2 separate regions of the Triticum aestivum genome follow, and region 1 is linked to region 2. Evidence: chromatin contacts called from public Hi-C data. All regions are on one chromosome and are shown on one strand. The core of a region is the stretch at or near the end of the contact, and the rest is flanking DNA. Distances in the headings are between cores, read along the strand shown. Region 1 holds the start of LOC123187958. Region 2 holds the start of LOC123187957 (protein TIFY 10b).

Region 1 (4,898 bases), core at 147-2,646, 150 kb after region 2:
CTTGATTCTGCAATGCTTCATTCTACCTGATTTATCCAATTTCGTGTGCGAGCTTGTCATGTCAAGCCAAAATTTCTGAATGCAATTTTGATGTTGTGAGGTGTTATGACTGAACTTAGATAGTTAGATGGGTGGTCCTCCATTGCTGTAATATGGGAATTTGTACAAGACAAAAATTTCTGAATATAAGCTTCTAACTGCAATGTATTGTTGAGCTCCATTGGAGTGTGCTGGATGAAAGTTTACACAGAATTCAGTGCAAGGGTGGTCTGTTCATGCACTTCTGTGGTGATCCTCGGGGCAGGAAGAAGTTTTGATCTGAAGAAACATTCTTAGTGGTTTTATCTAAATTGTACTATGCATCTTTTTTTCGACATAGTGTGGATGTATCGCTGAAGCTTTTGTTGGAAGAAGCTTATGCAGCATGTATGTATGTTAAAAGTGATGGTTACAGTGCGGGTTTGCTGAACTATTTTACAACTTTGCTTTGACAAAAATGACATGATGTATGGAGTAAAACCGAAAAACAGAGACATGATACATGTATTCCCAGGCTACATCTTCAAGTTGGCAAAATATGCAATCCTGAAGCTCTCAACAGTTGTACAATATCCAATGATACTGAATTTGGTCATCCAAGCAAAATATGGCCAAGCAGAAATTTGAAATCTTGCAAGGCATGGACTTCTTGTCGTACACCAAATCATACAATCTGGAGTTCTTCTCCTATGTTAAAAGTGACAGCTACAGTGCATGAACAGCTACAAATTCTGACAAACAACTACAGTTTCTTAACAGAAAATATTGTGGAGCTTCAAATAATCACAGAATCTCTCAACATATAACGCTCAAGCGCTCTTTGTTTTGGAGGATACAAAAATGCTCAACCTCTCAAAAGCTCAAAAGACAATGCTAGGGTGTCCAGTACAGGGCCGGTGCAGGGCTAGGACGAGGCGGGGCATGAGAGAGGATGGAACAGCGAGGGCGTCGACGACGGCCGGTGCAGGTGTAGGAGGAGGCAGGGCCATGGGATAGAAAGGAGCAGCGCGGGCGTTCTCCATCACGTCCGGCGGCGGGCGAGGGCTTACAGCCGGCGGCGCAGTCATCGTCGCAGCAGAGATCGAAGACGAATCGTTCATGGGTTGCGGCGTCAAAAGATTTATGCTCAGTCAGCAAGACAAGGGGTTATGTGAAAAATACACTTAAGTGGCTGGTTAGCAAACCCACCTTTCATCTGTACCATCCGTCAACGATCCAACGCCCCAGGTCACAAGTTTCCAGATTTTCACTGATTAGTGATTTTCACTGGATACTCCGCCAGCCTAAATATCGTTTTTATTTCACCATTTTTTTATTAAAAAAAGGAAAAAAATCCAACAAATTCATTCCACCAAAATTAAGTGCGGCTACTCGCTCGACGGGTTTGCAGGCAGCAAAGGCGTCCCCGTATGGCGGCAGCGCGCCAGCTCCACGGCCTCCTCCGCCTGCCGCCTCCCCGCCCCCTCCGCCCCGTCTTCGTGCCACCAACTCCCTGCCGCGCACGCCCTCCCCTCGCCTCCCTGCGTATTCCACACCCACCATCTCCTCTCCCCAAGAAACGCCTCTCCAGCGCTCCCGAAGCCAAAGGCGAGACGGCGGCGGCGTTATTGGGGGAGGGGGAGGAGGGGAATGGAGCGACGGAGGATGAGGCGCGGGAGGCGCAAGAAGGGGCGGGGGGATACGCGGAGAGCGTTGGCGCCGGGGACCCCGCGGGCCCTCCGGCCCATCACCTTGCGGCCCGCGCTGGTCTTGGGGACCCGGTGTTCTTCCTCCTGACCTTCGTCGCCGTCACGGTTAGGCACTGAGCCTCTGCCATCTAATTTCAGTTTCCATTTGAGTTTTTGAAAGATTAATTCTTCCATATTGCTGCAATCTTGAGGTCATGGAGTGTCTCTTCTTATTTCCCAAATCTTGTGTTGCCTTGTCAGACATCCGTTGCCTTCATCAGCATGGTAGCGGTGGCGATTCCTACGATGCTCGTAAGTCTGGCTTCTCAATGTAATTTCGATTTGATGTTACTAGAAAACGGGAAATGAATGAGCACGAGATTTTAAATTTGTTCTTTGGTGTCGGGGAGTGGAAATTGAGAAGGGATTAGGCATACGAATTTATACTCATGCCTAAAAACATACATTATGTTAACCCTTCACCATAACTTACATTATCTTCCCTTATCTATTCCCTCGTTGATTCCCACGAACCAAGCAAAGAAATAAAGTTTCCTAACATTCTTATACATAATTCTTATCATGCGCCAAACAGAGGATTTGGAATAAAACGACTCATCCCATTTCTAATGTCAATACAACTCTCTGCTCTAAATTCATACTCCCCTTCCCAAATACTCCCTCCCTTCCGGTATGGAGGGCCTATCTCAAAATTTTCAGATTTCCGTTATATTAGTCCCACTTTGAGTCTTAGTGAGTTAAAAATGCTTCAAATCCGACACAACATTTAATCCATGGAGATAAGAGAGGGGGAATTACACTCTTAGGCTGTCCTCAATGGGAGTATCATAAGCGTATCATGCATGTGAACTTAGACGTTTTCGCTGATGTGGCACACAATTAAATGAGAAAAGAGAAGATTTGGCATACCATATCATATTAAATGATGTACATTGTGTCATGCATGATAGTAAATGAGGCAATCTAAGATACTAGCTTATGATACTATGCACTGTAGAAGTAGTATCATACACTATCATCATATGCCCATCTCCAACTAGAGGGAGTGTTGCACTATTGCTTCAGGAGTTGAACATGTGAGGCGTATTTTATTGGGAAAATTTGAACCCATGAAACTCATGCCCCTCCGCTCACCATATTTCTTGGTTGCTTAGAATTTTGACATGAGCCATTTAAACAGGAAGAGAGAGAGTCTGCCAAACGCATACCACTCTCTCACGCTGATTGCCCCCTTGACCCTTCCCCCCCCGGCGACTCGGGGGTCGAAACCTTAGCCCACCACAGGTGCCCCCACGTGACTCCCTCGTGGCTGCCGACTTCGGCCGCGGTGGCGATGTGCCCCCTCCCAAAGAGACGGGGTCCTCGACCGTTTCTTGCACAAGTGGCACATGTTGGATTCTGGACGATGGCCCTGGTGAGCTCTTGGTAGCGCCGACCGGCCATGGCCATGGGGTGATGGGGATGGTGCGCCAGTCTGGTCTGGCGATGGGGTGGGCTATAGCTCGGCGTGTTTGCCCCTTGGTGAGCGGCTTCTAGGTACTTCGATGGCGATGTGCCCTCGGCCAGACGATGCGGCCTCGTGGTTTGGGTGTGGGAGGGGAGTCAACGACGCTGCAGCCCGGTGTGGCTTTGGTGGCCCTGGTGCCAGTGTTGTGACGCCCAGCGGTAGGCGTCTCGCTCCACAAAATCATACGGCTTGGTGCTAAAGCGGTGCTCTTATCGGCGTGGTGCTGGGAAGAGTTGCCAGGGCCGACTTGGATGCATACTTGCATGGTGTAGGGGTTCGAGTCCAAGGTCGGGCCGTTGAGGTTGCCCATGATCTTGTTGGCTTGGTGGTCGTGGTAAACTCGATCATACCCCGGGTCGGGCTTGGTTTTAGGCCGGGCTTGACAAAGCCTGAAGTGACAATCCCAAGCCCGAAGCCCGAAAATATGTGCTTTCTCAAGCCCGAGCCCGGCCCAAATGCAAACCTGAAGCACGAAAGAGCCCGAATCTAGTTCTTCAGTCTACACATGTGTAGGCCCGACCCGAAGCCCGAAAGTCTGGCCTGAAAAGGTGAGAAATGGTAGCTTAACCCGAATATTCTTTCGGTCTGTAAAATGAAGCCCGAGCCCGGCCCAAGAGGCAAGCGTAGCCCGGACCGGCCTGGGTTTTCCGGGCCAGATCATTGGACCGAGCTTCCCATGAACAGGTTTAGGTTGTGGTGGCGGCGATGCGACGAGTTGTGTCTCCTCCTGCTATGGTGGCTGGCCTTGTCGGCATACTCCGTTTTGCTCTAGCTTCGGTGGACTTTGGGAGTTGTGGTCATGGCTTGGGAAAAATTCTTACTACACGTGGCTGAGTCTGACGCCTGCGGGTGCCTTCCCCTCCTTGGAGGCTTTGTCATGGCTCTGATGTAACGCCCTCGATGCGGCTATATCTCCCACGTGTCGAAGCACGACTTAGAGGCATAACCGCATTGAAAGCAATGTCGTAAGTGAGGTAATCTTCACACAACCCATGTAATACATAAGGGAAAGAGATACATAGTTGGCTTACAATCGCCACTTCACACAATACATGAATGTAACATTACAATAGCCAGATACAATCAAGGTCCGACTACGGAACCAAAATAAAGGAAGACTACCCCAAATGCTACACAGATCCCCGATCGTCCCAACTGGGCTCCACTACTGATCAACTGAAACGAAACAACACTACGAACAAGGTCTTCATCAATCTCCTCCTTGAGCTCGGTTGCGTCACCTGCACGGTTTCATCGGCACCTGCAAACTGGTTTTGGAAGTATCTGTGAGTCACGGAGACTCAGCAATCTCACACCCTCGCGAGCAAGACTATTTAAGCTTAAAGGTAGGGTAACAGGTATGAGGTGGAGCTGCAGCAAGCACTAGCATATATGGTGGTTAACATACGCAAATGAGAGCGAGAAGAGAAGGCAAAGCACGGTCGAAAATCTATGATCAAGAAGTGATCCTAGAACAACCTACGTCAAACATAACTCCAACACCGTGTTCACTTCCCGGACCCCGCCGAGAAGAGACCATCACGGCTACACACGCGGTTGATGCATTTTAAATAAGTTAAGTTTCAGGTTTTCTACAACCGGACATTAACAATTTCCCGTCTGCCCATAACCGCGGGCACGGCTTTTGAAAGTTCAAAACCCTG
Region 2 (4,968 bases), core at 623-3,122:
GCATCAGAAGGAGAAGCTTGATATGGTGCCTTTGCATGCAGACTATACGAAAACAAAAGCACAAGTTAGATCCATAAACTGTGGTGGTGAGAAAAGATGATCATGAGATCATGAGTTCATTGACAGCAAAAGCAACTTACCGATCCTTTCTCTTCTCAAGGAATCGGTGAAGTGACGCCTTTCTAGCAATTGGCAGATCTACAAGACAGAAAAGATTTTGTCAATAATCAACACAATAAGAACAAGCAACGTACATGTCAAACAACGCAATGGATATGTACAACAAATCACTGGGTAATTACCAGAAGCATTCGGACGAGCAGACTTGTGAGCATTAACCGGATCACTAGGCAAACTACTTGCCGGGGCCAGCACGGCCGTCTGGACCTTGGCGGTGTCTGCAGCAGTTGTGGTCGCAGAGACGTTCTGAACAACAGGGCTGCCCTTGCCAGCCAACTGCATCAGGCCCTTTGCCTTGTCGGCTGGGAAATCGTTGAACACGAGCACCTTCCCACCATAGAAGATGGTCAGCTGGCTCTTGTCTTCCTCCCTGAAATTTATGTGCACACAGCAATTAAGTACACTTGCAGACTACTCTTCAGTTTTGCACTAGCTGCCTAACCAATTTTCACAAGCAAGGGGAAATGTTCTCTGGGAAACCGTATTTTTTATTCATGTACAAACAAACTCACCTCGATCAGTCGCTTTGTATCAATAAGGATACGGTTTAAGGTCGAATAGCTACGCTTTGGAGCATGAGCAAACCTAGTACTATTATAACTCGGAGCATGGATGGTTGATTGCTCCATCCCAAGAAGAAATCATCTCAACCCAGGGAGCAGTTGGTTGCAAATATTAAAATCGGTTAATTACAATCACTCTCAGCTAGATTTCAGGCCTTGCATAATCCAGTACGGTTCAGATAAACCGAACAGATAGAAAGGTTTCTCCACTCGCCATCTGACTTTTATCTGTATGTATGGATTCTGACTTGCACTAGCGTAAGGCTAAAAATGGAGCAGAGAAAAGTGGCACGGTCAAATACCTGGTAGCATCAGGGGCGGCGGCGTCCTGCAGGCCGGCGCTCTGCGGGAAGAGCTCCATGGTCTCCTTCTTCCTGCCGGCCTCCTCGCCCTCCGCCCCGGGCAAAGTGCTCTTCGTGTCCGCCGCCATGTGAGCCTCGGCCTCACCTGAAACCCAATCAAAGCCTCAGATCAGAGAGCTGGATTTCTCAATTCACTCCACCAGCCACCAAATTCCAGACCAGATCGACGCGACGAGGACCTTCGTCCCCAAAATCGGGAAAACAGACTCAGATCTCGCGCGGAATCCCCCCAGAGGACAGAAACTTTTTCCCACGAATCGGAACGCAACCTCCCCCAACCAAATAAATAAATAAACAAACAGCGAACAGCTCTGGTGAAGCGCCCAAATCCCGAAACACGGCCCCTCACCCTTGTTGATTCCGAGGCCGAGCTCGGCGGCGGCGGCGCCGTTCTGGCGGACGTAGCGGCTGAGCAGGCTGCAGGCCATGGCGAAGCTGGTCGCCCTCTCCCCCTGCCTCGCGGAAGCCGCCATCTCCGGTCTCTCTCTCCCTAAGCTCCACCTCCGAACCGCCTCCCCTTCCCCCAAACAAACCTCAATAGCGCAGACGGAATCGCAAACGGAATCGGCCGAGCTCGCCCGTGGTGCTAGCCTCGCGGCGGTGGTGGGTGGTTGGCTCGCCTTCCTCGTGCTGTCTGTCTGTCGTGCGGTGCGGGATGGTATGGTGGTGTGCCGTGTGCGTACGCGCTTATAAGGGAAGGACGCGGTTTCTGGCTAAGCAAAATTGAAATCCAGCCCCCGCGGTGGAAAACGGATTAATCTAGTGCGAGCGTGGGTGCCATCTCGATGGTTGGATTAGTTTAGCGCATTTATTAAGCGGGGCGGAGGGACCGCGATGATTGCGGGAAATTTCGCACGTGGTTCGTGTGGAGGAGGGGGAGGTGGGGCTTTCACGGCCGGCACCTTTCGAAATTCTCTTTCCTTCTTTCTCTCTCTCTTGCTTGGTTGGGTTGATTTTTTCACCCGCGGGTGGGGGCCCCGCCGTCCCCATGTGCGCGTGCTTAACCACCGTGCGGAATGCGATCGTGGCTGTACTGTGGCGCGGCACGAGCGCCTGGCGCTTGCCTGTTTGGTCAGATCCGGGTTTTGACCTCACACTGCCCCATCACTGTTCCCTCGTGACTCCTACGAGTAGCATTTCTCTCAATCTTGCTCTCCCTCAAATATCTCTTAGCGCTGTGAAAGTAAGTTATAAGACTAGTACTGTACCATGCATAACTTCGTAAAACTTCATAACATATCTGTCTGTGGTATCATGCAAGTCTTAGTTCATGTACATGTAGGCTCATTTTGATTCGAGGTGCGTTATGTTATGATAATGTATTATGTTACCTCTTATCATTAACTACTTGTCGTATAAACAAACATATGCTGGGTGTGTTACGTTACTAGCTAAGTTATTTCTACTATAACGAGCAGTAGAAATTTTGCTCTTCCAATTTCCTTTAATAAAAATACCAACTTTATTCATTTGAAACAATAAGCACATCGCTTGCGAGAAAAGCTACAATTTCATTTACGGCCACCTCAACCATTTAATAGGAGGGTGGAGTTAAGCCAACCTAGCAAGCCCATGGGCAACATTGTTTGCTACTCTATTAGAATGCTCGAACAATATTTTACAATAGACATAAGTGTTGGAAATATGCCCTAGAGGCAATAATAAATTGGTTATTATTATATTTCCTTGTTCATGATAATCGTTTATTATTCATGCTATAATTGTATTGATAGAAAACTCAGATACATGTGTGGATACATAGACAACACCACGTTCCTAGTAAGCCTCTAGTTGACTGGCTCGTTGATCAATAGATGGTTATGGTTTCCTGACCATGGACATTGGATGTCGTTGATAACGGGATCACATCATTAGGAGAATGATGTGATGGACAAGACCCAATCCTAAGCCTAGCACAAAGATCGTGTAGTTCGTATGCTAAAGCTTTTCTAATGTCAAGTATCATTTCCTTAGACCATGAGATTGTGCAACTCCCGGATACCGTAGGAGTGCTTTGGGTGTGCCAAACGTCACAACGTAACTGGGTGGCTATAAAGGTACACTACAGGTATCTCCGAAAGTGTCTGTTGGGTTGGCACGAATCGAGACTGGGATTTGTCACTCCGTGTAAACGGAGAGGTATCTCTGGGCCCACTCGGTAGGACATCATCATAATGTGCACAATGTGATCAAGGAGTTGATCACGGGATGATGTGTTATGGAACGAGTAAAGAGACTTGCCGGTAACGAGATTGAATAAGGTATCGGGATACCGACGATCGAATCTCGGGCAAGTATCATACCGATGGACAAAGGGAATTGTATACGGGATTGATTGAATCCTTGACATCGTGGTTCATCCGATGAGATCATCGTGGAACATGTGGGAGCCAACATGGGTATCCAGATCCCGCTGTTGGTTATTGGCCGGAGAGGTGTCTCGGTCATGTCTGCATGGTTCCCGAACCCGTAGGGTCTACACACTTAAGGTTCGATGACGCTAGGGTTATAGGGAAAGTATGCACGCGGTTACCGAATGTTGTTCGGAGTCCCGGATGAGATCCCGGACGTCACGAGGAGTTCCGGAATGGTCCGGAGGTAAAGATTGATATATAGCAAGTATGGTTTTGGCCACCGGAAGTGTTTCGGGCATCACCGGTAGTGTACCGGGACCACCGAAGGGGTCCGGGGGTCCACCAGGTGGGGCCACCAGCCCTGGAGGCCTACATGGGCCAATAGTGGGAAGGGACCAGCCCCTAGGTGGGCTGGGGCGCCTCCCACCAAGGCCCAAGCCACCTCCAAGAGGGGAAGGGGGCAAACCCTAGGGCAGATGGGCCCTAAGGCCCACCCCAGGTGCGCCTCCCCCTCCCCTTGTGGCCGCCACCCAGATGGGATCTGGGGGCTACCGCCACCCCTAGGGAGGGAACCCTAGGTGGGGGCGCAGCCCCTCCCCTCCCCCTATATATACTTGAGGTTTGGGGGTGCCCAAGACACGCGATTCGATCTCCCTGTTGGCGCAGCCCTACCCCTCTCCCTCCTCGTCTCTCGTAGTGCTTGGCGAAGCCCTGCTGGAGTCCCGCGCTCCTCCACCACCACCACGCCGTCGTGCTGCTGCTGGATGGAGTCTTCCCCAACCTCTCCTTCTCCCCTTGCTGGATCAAGGCGTAGGAGACGTCACCGGGTTGTACGTGTGTTGAACGCGAAGGTGCCGTCCGTTCGGCACTAGGATCATCGGTGATTTGGATCACGACGAGTACGACTCCATCAACCCCGTTCACTTGAACGCTTCCGCTTAGCGATCTACAAGGGTATGTAGATGCACTCTCCTTCCCTCGTTGCTAGATTACTCCATAGATTGATCTTGGTGATGCGTAGAAAATTTTAAATTTCTGCTACGTTCCCCAACAGTGGCATCATGAGCTATGTCTATGCGTAGTTTCTATGCACGAGTAGAACACAAGTTGTTGTGTGCGTCGAGTTTGTCAATTTGCTTGCCGTTACTAGTCTTATCTTGATTCGGCGGCATCGTGGGATGAAGCAGTCCGGACCGACCTTACACGTACTCTTACGTGAGACTGGTTCCACCGACTGACATGCACTAGTTGCATAAGGTGGCTAGCGGGTGTTTGTCTCTCCCACTTTAGTCGGATCGGATTTGATGAAAAGGGTCCTTATGAAGGGTAAATAGAAATTGGCATATCACGTTGTGGTTTTCGCGTAGGTAAGAAACGTTCTTGCTAGAAACCTATAGCAGCCACGTAAAAACTTGCAACAACAATTAGAGGACGTCTAACTTGTTTTTGCAGCATATGCCTTGTGATGTAATATGGCCAAAAGGATGTGATGAATGATATATGTGATGT

The links. Hi-C and Micro-C count contacts between places; a contact is called where the count stands out from the background.
Region 1: a contact with region 2 is called in a Hi-C map of leaf, with 4 times the contacts expected there. The contact joins the promoter of LOC123187958 here to the promoter of LOC123187957 in region 2. A contact is called at or near these places in 2 of 5 Hi-C or Micro-C datasets (both in leaf).

What each region holds. Positions count from the first base shown.
Region 1 is chr2A:128,964,756-128,969,653 of IWGSC CS RefSeq v2.1, forward strand. It overlaps LOC123187958, which reads left to right and starts at 1,397. Exons shown (of 5, transcript XM_044599970.1): 1 at 1,397-1,832; 2 at 1,968-2,018. The coding sequence starts at 1,449.
Region 2 is chr2A:128,812,223-128,817,190 of IWGSC CS RefSeq v2.1, forward strand. It overlaps LOC123187957 (protein TIFY 10b), which reads right to left and starts at 1,873. Exons shown (of 5, transcript XM_044599969.1): 1 at 1,455-1,873; 2 at 1,046-1,190; 3 at 303-550; 4 at 141-198; 5 at 1-42. The coding sequence starts at 1,578.